Linked DNA regions of Mus musculus: region 1 is linked to region 2. The links are chromatin contacts, called in public promoter capture Hi-C maps. All regions are on one chromosome and are shown on one strand. Each heading gives the region's core, a stretch centred on a gene start, on an enhancer-like site or on the middle of the called end of the contact. The rest is flanking DNA. Distances are from core to core; before and after follow the strand shown. Region 1 overlaps Nhsl2 (NHS-like 2). Region 2 holds the start of Nhsl2 (NHS-like 2).

The links. Promoter capture Hi-C pulls out the DNA fragments that hold promoters and counts their contacts.
Region 1: a promoter capture Hi-C map of second pharyngeal arch cranial neural crest shows a contact between it and region 2, with 2.4 times the contacts expected there. The contact joins the enhancer-like site here to the promoter of Nhsl2 in region 2. A contact is called at or near these places in 3 of 39 promoter capture datasets (embryonic stem cells, hippocampal neurons and second pharyngeal arch cranial neural crest), 1 of 15 datasets of contacts at CTCF or cohesin (embryonic stem cells), 19 of 484 Hi-C or Micro-C datasets (brown adipocytes, cerebellar granule neurons, cerebellum and 8 more), 5 of 115 datasets of contacts at active chromatin or transcription factors (cardiomyocytes, embryonic limb bud, embryonic stem cells and 2 more) and 3 of 9 other capture datasets (adipose tissue, embryonic stem cells and pancreatic islet).

The regions. Positions count from the first base shown.
Region 1 is chrX:101,952,445-101,957,000 of GRCm38.p6, forward strand. The region is part of intron 1 of Nhsl2 (NHS-like 2); the gene reads left to right. Among named protein-coding and RNA genes, the nearest start is that of Gm25828, 42 kb to the left of the region's middle. Within about 2 kb of position 1,972, at least 231 of the 459 cell types and tissues checked have an H3K27ac peak or open chromatin away from gene starts, as enhancers often do. A contact at or near this core is called in cerebral cortex, embryonic fibroblasts, embryonic limb bud and 7 more, where this site is marked.
Region 2 is chrX:101,847,041-101,851,823 of GRCm38.p6, forward strand. Nhsl2 (NHS-like 2) reads left to right here and starts at 2,345. Exons shown (of 8, transcript NM_001163610.1): 1 at 2,345-2,807. The coding sequence starts at 2,528.

The sequences.
Region 1 (4,556 bases), core at 722-3,221, 110 kb after region 2:
AGACTGCTTTAAGGAGACCAGACATTTTTTTTCCTCCTTCGTGCAATGTTTTTCTCCTTTACAAAGACCACCAAAGCCTGCAAGAAAGGGAGCCAGGGCTAAAGAACACATAGAACTCACCTCCCTGACTTACGCCCTCCCCTTATTTGTGTCTGTTTGTGAAGGCCTGAACTTCAGACTCCTGAAGTTAAATATTTATTTTAAATCTTTAACAGGCCGTGAACGCTTAGTCTGTTTTTCAGTAGTACCCACGAATAGAGACAATACCTTCTTTTCCTGATCACAAAGAAAAAGAAGATGTAGTCACGTGCATACCTAGTTAAACACTGTCAGGAAATGGTGGGGTGGTGCCTTTCTAGGTAGAGCTCAGGCTGACAGAAAGTCATGGTGGGTGGGGTGGGTGGGAATACCAGTGGATGCAGAAGCATGAAAGGTTACTCATGTCTAACTTTTTTTCTGTGGCTCTAGAGCACCATGTCCGTTCGGTGGTGCTACTAGCCACAGGTACCCACATGGAAACCAAATGGACCTCGATGCTTGGCTCAGGCTGGAGCTGTCTGAATGATTCATCAGGCTCTCTCAGGGTCAAACCTTAGGTCTACAAAGACCTTCAGCATCACGGGGAAGCAGTCGTTAGCTACAGCTTTCCACACTTTCCTCAAAGGGAACAGTAGGACCTGGATTAGGGTTTCTTTGGCTTCCACAAATGCTGTCTGGGCAAGCAGTGCTGTGCCTACCTATGTTCCATTCAGCCCAGAGGATAGGCCGTGCCCTCACAAATCTGGATTCTCTTCTGCATGTTTATTGTCTCCAAAGCAGAGGTGGGACCTTAGCTGCAGGCTGTGATCTGTGTTTCTTACAGTCTAAGGAAACAAGCAATATATTACTAATAAAGAAAATAAAACAGGCAGTGGCAAACACCAGAGGCGGGTGCAAAGGCGATGTGGACTTTAACTGCATAACTTTTTGATCTACTAGTAAATCCTTCTTAACCCCAGAGCCATGTCCATGTCATGCACTTGATTCAACTGCACATCCTGCCAAGGTTCCAGGGTCATCTTAGTTGCCTCTCTCTCTCCCATCTGTTCCAATTTCTGGTGCACATTCCTAACTCACAGCTCCTGCTCCTATTCCCATGCTTAGGTCTTGTTTTGCTTTGCTTTAGAAACAGTCTCACTATTATTCTTAACTATGTTGCTCTGGCTGTCCTATAACTCACTTTGTAGACCAGGTTGGTCTCAAACTCAAGGAGATCTGCCTGCCTCTGCCTCCCAAGTGCATGTGTCACTATGCCCAGCTCTGTGTCCCGCTCCTTAACTCAAAGCATTTCACACACTCAAGCCCCACACCTGTCTGCCTTTCTCATTAGGAGCTATTTTACAGCTTTTAATTTTGAAATGGTAAATGTTTGCTATAATGCTTGAATTTCAAAGTCCTTTATGACATCATCGTTTAACTGACCCTTCCTGAGTGTGTCTGGTGTGTGTGAGTGGAGGAGGGGTGCAATTTGATGCTGTGGAAAGCCCATCTCACCTGAACTTTGGAGTCACACATAACTGAGTCATATAGCCCCTCCCCTATTCTTTAGCGGTTTGTTCCCTGCCTTCGCCCCCATCTTCCCCTGGTCCTCAGTCTCTATCCCCATCAGAAGTTGTAATGAATCGACGCGAGGTTCTGGTGTGTGTGTGGGGGGGGGGGTGAATAATGCTGGGGTTCATACAGGACTGGGGCCCAGGAGGGCAGAGCAGGCCAAGTGTGCCCCGGCTGGTTTGCGTGAGCAGAGCAGCTCTGTGCAGCTCCGCGCGTCACCAGGCGCGTGCGGAGGCGGCAAGAGCGGCGGGCGGTGAGTCATGGTCCCCGCGCACCTCCGGAACTGGAGGCTGCTTGGCGCAGCACAGCCCCCGCCTAGCTCCCTGCTCCTCCCCGCTCCTGGGGCGGACGGGCGGCATGAAAGCCTGATGCCGGGCGGCAGAGGGCGCTGCTGTGCAGCTGCTGGCAAGCCAAACAAAAAAGGCTGGAGCTGCCTCTGGCTGGGAGGGATGAACAGCAGCCCAGAGGCGGGGCGAATGGGGGAATGAATGCCAGGGCAGCCTTGCTGTTTTTAAGAGAAAGGAAGTGTACTTCAGAATGATTCATCCCTGCACAGAGTGATGGGGCAGTGGATCCCCCTACCCACCGAAGGAGAATGCCTTTCTTGCTTAGCCTAAGCTGTCTAAAGTTAGCAGCATTATCCATTCCTTAGAGAGGGTCCCTGATAGAGCGGGTTACCTCTTTTCAAAATGGATCTGCCCAAGGGACTTAGCCTGCAACCTTCTTTCCTCTGATGATTGCCACTTGAGGAAAGTGGCCTAAGATTTGAGCTGACAGTAATGCAGGGCAAGAGAACGTGCTCTACTTATCGGTGACCAACGTCCCACTGTCGTCGTGTTTTTTTTTGTCTTGAAATTGCTCTGTGTGTGTGTCCTTGAGCTTTTGCTCAGGGTAGAACCCAGAGCCTTGTGCATAATAGATAAGTGCTATTCAACTGAGCAACATCCCCAAACCCAAACTTAAGCACCATCATTCATTCATTCATTCACTGTGAACATCTTCACAATGTTTGAAAGCCAGTCACAGTGCAGAGAAGGAAGAGAACCAAATGTTAAAACAATGATCCTTAGCAGAAAACAGCTTATGCTTGACCCGGGACACCTAAGTAAATACATGCAAGAGCTTCATGCTGCACCTTGGAACTGAGTTGTTTTGGTCGCTGATGCATTCTGGGAGCACACAACAGTTACTGACACACAATAGACACTCATTTGTCCAGGGAATGCTAGAGACGTTCAGGAGAGTACATGGGACCCAGAAGAGTCCAGGATGAAGATGTTAGCCAGATGGAGATTAAGACAGAGAGAAAAGAGCCTTGGCAAAATAGAGGTCTCCATCCTCACCTCCCTGTGCCTCCCTTCCCTCATTCAAGGAGAAAAGCAGAGACCTGGCTCTGAATCTAAATGTGCTTCCAGAAATGAGCCCAAGTGTATAGGTTAGGGCCTGGCCAGAGCTTCTGACCTCTGACTTAGCTCGGCTTCAGATTACAAACTTGCCTATTTTCCGTGCTCCTCTCCCCCCCCACCCCCTCACTCTGTCTTCCCTCAAACTCCCCTAGAATAAATTATCTATGACATGAAAGTCTGTACTTGTGTTTTGTCATGAGGTTTATTTTTTGTATTAATTGTATTTCAAAATAAAGGCTTTGTTGTTTACAGATCTTTATACTAGCACAATTTTGCTGTAGGAAAACAAGTCAACACTTTTGTACTAAGAATAAAATAAAAATCCAGCCATAGTTTCACCGTCCAAAGTAGTGCTTGGCGTTTGGAATGCTTCCATTACAATTCACACACACTGGCACTCATCCAGTTAGAACTGGTACAGACTGAATCTTATGTTCCTAAGAAAAACATGAGCTTGGACAGTGGTCTCTTGCCCTCTATCAATAACTCTGATGGCAAGACGTTTTGGCTGAGAATCCCAAACTTGATTCTTTAAGCAGCTGAGGCTCCTCAGTGTAAGTCCTTGGGAAAGTTCAGAGAGCTTTCTCTGAGCCAGTGCTGTTTCCACACCATGGTATGGATGCCTCCCTAAGTCTATTTCAGAGGGCCACAGGAAAGAAGTGCTGAACTCCTTGCTGGGAGGGAAAGGTGGAGAAGGGACCTATTGCCCCACTTGTCCAAGGGAGAATCCCTAAAGCAAGTCCATAACCCTGGGTAACTTTTTGGGAAGCTGATTTTCTCAGCTTCTTTAACGCTTCAATATAAGTATGGGAACTCTTTTCTGTCTTTAGTCCTTGCCTTTCAAAGACACACACACACACACACACACACAGTCCCTGCTTTCAGTGTAACACGTCTTCATATCGAAGGAGCTTAGGTGAATAGTCTAGAGTCAGACAAGGGGTCAGAGATAGATTTGAGACTGGAACATCCTTTCAGACAGTTAAGCTAAAGTGCTCTTAGGTGATTCCTCTATTCAGAAGCTTTTGAGACACCCTCCTCCCTGTAGACTGGAATGGATGATGCTGAGTCTGACAATCAAGGTCCTCCATGGCCTCTTGATTCAGCTCAGCTCTTCTTCCCAGACTGACTTTTCGCTTCCCAGGATCCTCTTCTTCACTCTCTTTCACCATGCTTTAGAGTTCGCTTGTCAGGGTGCCCGAGCTCTCTGAGTTTCTGGGAGATAGGGTGAGAAAGGACTCACTCCATTTCTCAGGCTGGCCTTGAACTTAAGATGTCTATTATGGCTAACATTGATTTTGAAGTTGACAAGATCTGGAATCAGACATTCCTTCCGTCACATTTAGCATCCTCAGTTTCTAGAAACATTGAGTCAAATGAATCCCCCACTTCTTTTGATTATGGGACACTGGGTCCTCAATGCTGCCTCAGATCACCCCAACTCAATGGTCTGTGGCAGCTCACACACAACTGCTTTTTGCACCAACAAAGTCCAACCTGGCTCACTGCTCACTCCATGACCTCCTTTCAGATTGTGTCTTTATAAGCAAGATCTAGGCT
Region 2 (4,783 bases), core at 1,095-3,594:
CTGGTGAGCTTGGATAGAGAGTGGTGCTTTTAGGAGCTCAGTTGTCCCTCCACAGAGCAGGGGGAACCCTGCTTCCCCAGAGGCTGTCTCGATTCAATTTCACTTGTGGAACTGGAGGTCTCTATCTTTTCTGTGGGAAAGAGACAGGCTAAGAAGGAAGGTGAATACTTAAGTCCTCTGACCTTCTCCCATCTGGAGCAGACCCACTCTAGTCCTGGGAAGGGAGGAGGGGCTCTGCTCTGAGGTGGCTCCATTGCAAGTCCTTGATGTTTCCTTGATGAAAGCCAGGACTCTCTCATTCAAGAGGCTGGAGTGAGTGAACTGACTAGGCTGGGGGGAAGGGCATGGGGCCAAAACTGAGCTTCTTCTTATGGAGCTCTGAACAACTCAGCTTCGGGAAGCAGAGTAGGGGGTGTGAGTGCGGGTGGCTCAGCCACCAGGCCCAGCCCAGGCCTGCTGCACTCAGGCTGCAAAGCTCTGCCCAGACAGTCTCCTTCAATCTGCTCCTACTTCATGTCTCCTTCTCTGGAGCAAAGATCAGTCGAAACAGCTCATAGGTCAGGGAAAAGTATCTCCGCTGAGTAAAGCCAAGTCCACTACTTCCTGCCAGTCACTCTCTTGGCTGAGGTTGGAGTTCATCAAGCAAGGAACTTTGGATTCTTATTCCACAATTGGACCTCACAGTTCAAAAGAGGGGCCACCTTTTGTCCGTTTGTTGATTCTTACTTTAATTAGAACTCAGTGTTTCTAGTAACTATGTTTTTATTTACTAAATAAGAAATGAGTATAGATGAAGGCAACCAGATTGCAGTACATTGCTTTTTTTAAATTTTCAATCGACAAATAATAATTACATATGTGTAGGGCACGGTATTATGTTTTGATATTTGCATTGAAGAATTAATAAATAAAGCCAATGAATATAGCCATCATGTCACATACTAATTTTGTGTAGCAAAACATTTAAAACCAGAGATTCTCTTTAAATTTACTTTATTATTTTAAGTGTATAAGCATTTGCCTGCATGTAGGTCTGGTGCCCTCAGAGCTGAGAAGAGGGTGTTGGATCCCCTGGAACTGGAGTTACCGAGAGCTGTGAGCTGCCAGGTGGGTGCTGGAAATTGAACCCAAGTCCTCTGGAAGAGCAGCCAGCGTTGCTGTTAATGATTGTACCATCTCTCCAGCCTGCATAGAGCTTTCTTGAACTGTCTAAGGAACAATTAACTTTTCTGAAGCAAAGAATGGAAACAGTCCACATTGTGTTAGTGTGGGCACAAGTGTTTTGTTTAAAAATATTTTGCTAATAGATTCTGTGGGCTTATACTCAACAGAGCATATGTAGGATGAAAAGGAGCACAGCCCAAATGAAAGCAGAGCAGTGGAGAAACCATTGAAAGTTCAGTGTGAGCAGCTTTGGGTGGAAATGTCCCAAGTGCATGCAGACATAGAATACACTAAAGGTACTCTACTTGTCTGAGCACATTTTACCTTCTACAGTTGAGAGAAATCGGGGCTGTCTGCACTGAAAGCACATCTCAGCTCCTGAAACCCCTCTTCTGGGATACTACAGGAGCTCATTGTGCCCCCCAAAGGAAACAGATCGGTGTTCCCTTTTGGCACAAAATGCAAACTGGATCCCTCAATCCCAACGAAATAAGTTACTCCACAAAATGGGTTTGTATTTATTCGCTCTTGCCTTTACAGTTCCACAGTGCTAGGGTCACTTCCCTCCTGGACAGTCAAATAAGATACTTGGTTCTCTCTCCTCTGATTCTAAGGTTCTGGCCGCTAGCTTGCTCAATGGAGACTGGTGCGTGGCAAGGAGTATATTTTAGAAGGAAAACTAGATGCATGAAGCCAGACTTCGTGTCTCTGCTGTGACTCGCTCGTATGTACGCCGGTGTGTCTGCATTGTTCAGTATTTACAAAGAAAGTTAAGTTTAAAAAACAAAGCAGAAAACAACCTTAACCCGGGTTAAGGTACTGGGCCTGAAGCTCCTCAGGAGGACCCGGGCACATTTTGCGCACCGACCATCACAAACACACATTCACACAGACTTCCCTCGGTTAACTCTCAGCTTCTTTCTACTCTTCTTTCCTTTTTTTTTTTTTTTCCTTTTCTTCTCTCCCGGATCAAGCGTTAATCTGCGAATTTTTGACCGCAAAAGAAAGAAAGAAAGAAAGAAAGAAAGAAAGAAAGAAAGAAGAAGAAGAAAGGGGATGGTGGGGGTGGGGTGAGGAGGAATCCCGAAGTAGCTGAGTGAGCTGAGCGAGGGAGGAGGAGAAAGCCAGGGAGGAGGAGCCCAGTGGAGCAGAGTCAGAGGGACTGGTGGCTCCTGCGAGTGTGCAGCCCGCGGGGAGCCGGCGCTGCAGGCTGTGAAGCCGCCTGCCCGCACAGCCGCCCGTGCCTCTCGCTCGCCCGCGCCCGCGTCCCGGGCCCTGCTCCACCAGGACCGCCGCTGCCTCTCAGGATTCCCGAGTGCCACAAGGCTAGCGGACCGGGTCGGTCCCCGCGCCCGCGCCCGGGATGCCGTTCTACCGGCGCACTGTGGTGCCCCAGCGTCTGTGCCCGCGCAACCCTCCGCAGCCGCTGGCTGAGCTCCGCGACGTGAGCCACCTGGCCGCGCTCAGTCTGCTCCGCCAGCTCGCAGACCTCTGCGGCCACTCGCTGGCTCTGCTGGAGGACCTCGAGGGGCACCTGCTGGCTCTGGGGCGCCGCACCGACAGCCTGTACCGGCGCACCGTCCGGCTCCGCCGCCGCCTTCCCTGTCGCCTGCTTGGCCCGGAGGATGATGAAGAATTGCTAGGTAAAAGGCGCGAGGCGCCCGCGACCCTCTCCCACCCGCCTCTGGGGATGTCCCGCTGGGTCTGCCCGTGGCCGCCCCTCAAAGATCGAGGGACACGGCCTCCAGGACGCCCTCCCGCCGTCCGATCCTTCCGGGATCCGCTCGCCCGGTCCCGAGTGGCCCTCTGCTTAGGTCTGGGGGCTGCCGCCACCTCTGGAGTGCTTGGTGGAGAGGGAGGGGATCCGTAGGGTCCTGGGCGGCGCAGACCAAAGAGTCCCGGTGGCTCCGGGAACCGAATGGCCGTGCCTGCGTCTCTCCTGATGGGCCACTTTGGAAATCGCGCCCGAGCTGCCCGCCTGCCTCCCGGGCGGCGGGGGCCGCTGCAGCCAGACCCGTGGGACCTCGTGCCGGACTGCGAACGGGCTTCCCGCGCCCAGCCGTCTCCGAGCTCCCTTCCCGCTCGCTTCTCCCCGCACACTCCGCGTTGCCTCGCTGGGAGTGGCCGGCAGGGGGAGGGGAGACTGCCCAGGGCTTAGCGGATTCCATACCCCAAACCCCCGCCCCAGCCGCTAAGGTCCGGCTGCCCAGATTTGCGGGAGAGAACCATTTAAAGAGACTGTCATCGGTTTTCTTAAAAATGTGCTCGCCAGCCATGCCCGAGAAACGCCAGGTCCCGGGAGTTTCCTTACTGAACACTAGGAACCTGTGAGACTGGAGGCGGGCGGGAGCTCAGGCTCTTTACTACTTTGGATCTCAACACTTTGGATAGGGAGGACCTCTTCTGCAAAAAACGCAGCGTTCCCTTAGAATGTGGGACTTCTCTTAAACGGGGTCGGGGCTGAGTATGTTTAAAAATGCTGAGAGTAGAGGAGGAATGGCAGGTAACAGGGCCAATTGCCACCTAGGGAAGGCTAGGAAGGGGTGTCGGGGGAGCAGTGTGCCAGAAAGTTTCAGAAGGAGGTGGAAGATGGCTACTTGCTGACTTTTGAGGGAGGCCTTGGGAGAGAATTGTCTGGGTCAGCCTTTCTTCCTTGCAGACTCCACCCCTAACAAAATGACAGGAGTCAGAGGTTCTGGCGCCCCTCTTCCTTCATAAAGGTCTCTGTCCTTTGAGGTAGATGGCAGAGGTCACTGCTAGAGAAAAATAAACTGAATCCTTTGAGCAAAGGAAGGTGGAAGACACAGATGACTGCCAGATGGAATGTGGCCACGGGACCAGAAGCCTCTGGGAGGTAGGGGACCAGGCAAGCCAAGGCCCAGGGTCTGGCTCCTTCTCAGTTAACAAAGAGGGTAAGAAGGTCATTGTTTTTCTTTCCCTGGGGTCCCACTGATTAACAGGATTAGTCTAGGAGAAACTTGATAAGACTTGGAGAATACTTTTCCAAATCTCTGTACAGCCTGCGGTGTACAGCCTGCGGTGTACAGCCTGCTGAGAGCCACCTACTGAGTTCAGCAGGGTAAGTTGAGGACTAGGAGGAAGCTCTGCTTTTCCAAAGTATAGCTTTCTGTTTGCTGAGTCAGACAGCCCTTCCCATGGGCTGGGGTGTTGGGATAGCTTCACTAAGTCACTTGGGGGCCTAACCCTTTCTAGTGATCTATTGGGTTAGAAAGAGATAGTTTTATGCTGCAGGTATATTGTTAAAGGGGGGAAATGACACTTAAGATAAGTGTCATTGAGTTAGCCTCTTGGAAGCTTGCAAGAGCTGAGAATGGGTCTATCTCTTTTCTTTAGTGTGGTCACTTACCTTTGAGAACATTCATGTTGCTTGGCCCTAATGCATTCCAAGAACTACTGCACACACCAAACCTTCTGTGAGTCTCTAAGAAGAGCTGCTTTTCTAGTTTGCTGCCCTAGCCTCTTATTGAGATTCCCAGTGTGCACTTTTCAGTCGCTGGGATGAGGCACAAGTGCCAAGTGCAAAGAGAGGTGGGGAGCATAATCAGAGAGAGTACCATCTGGCACCCCCTTGTTGCTGAGGCATAAGCTTCAACGAGGT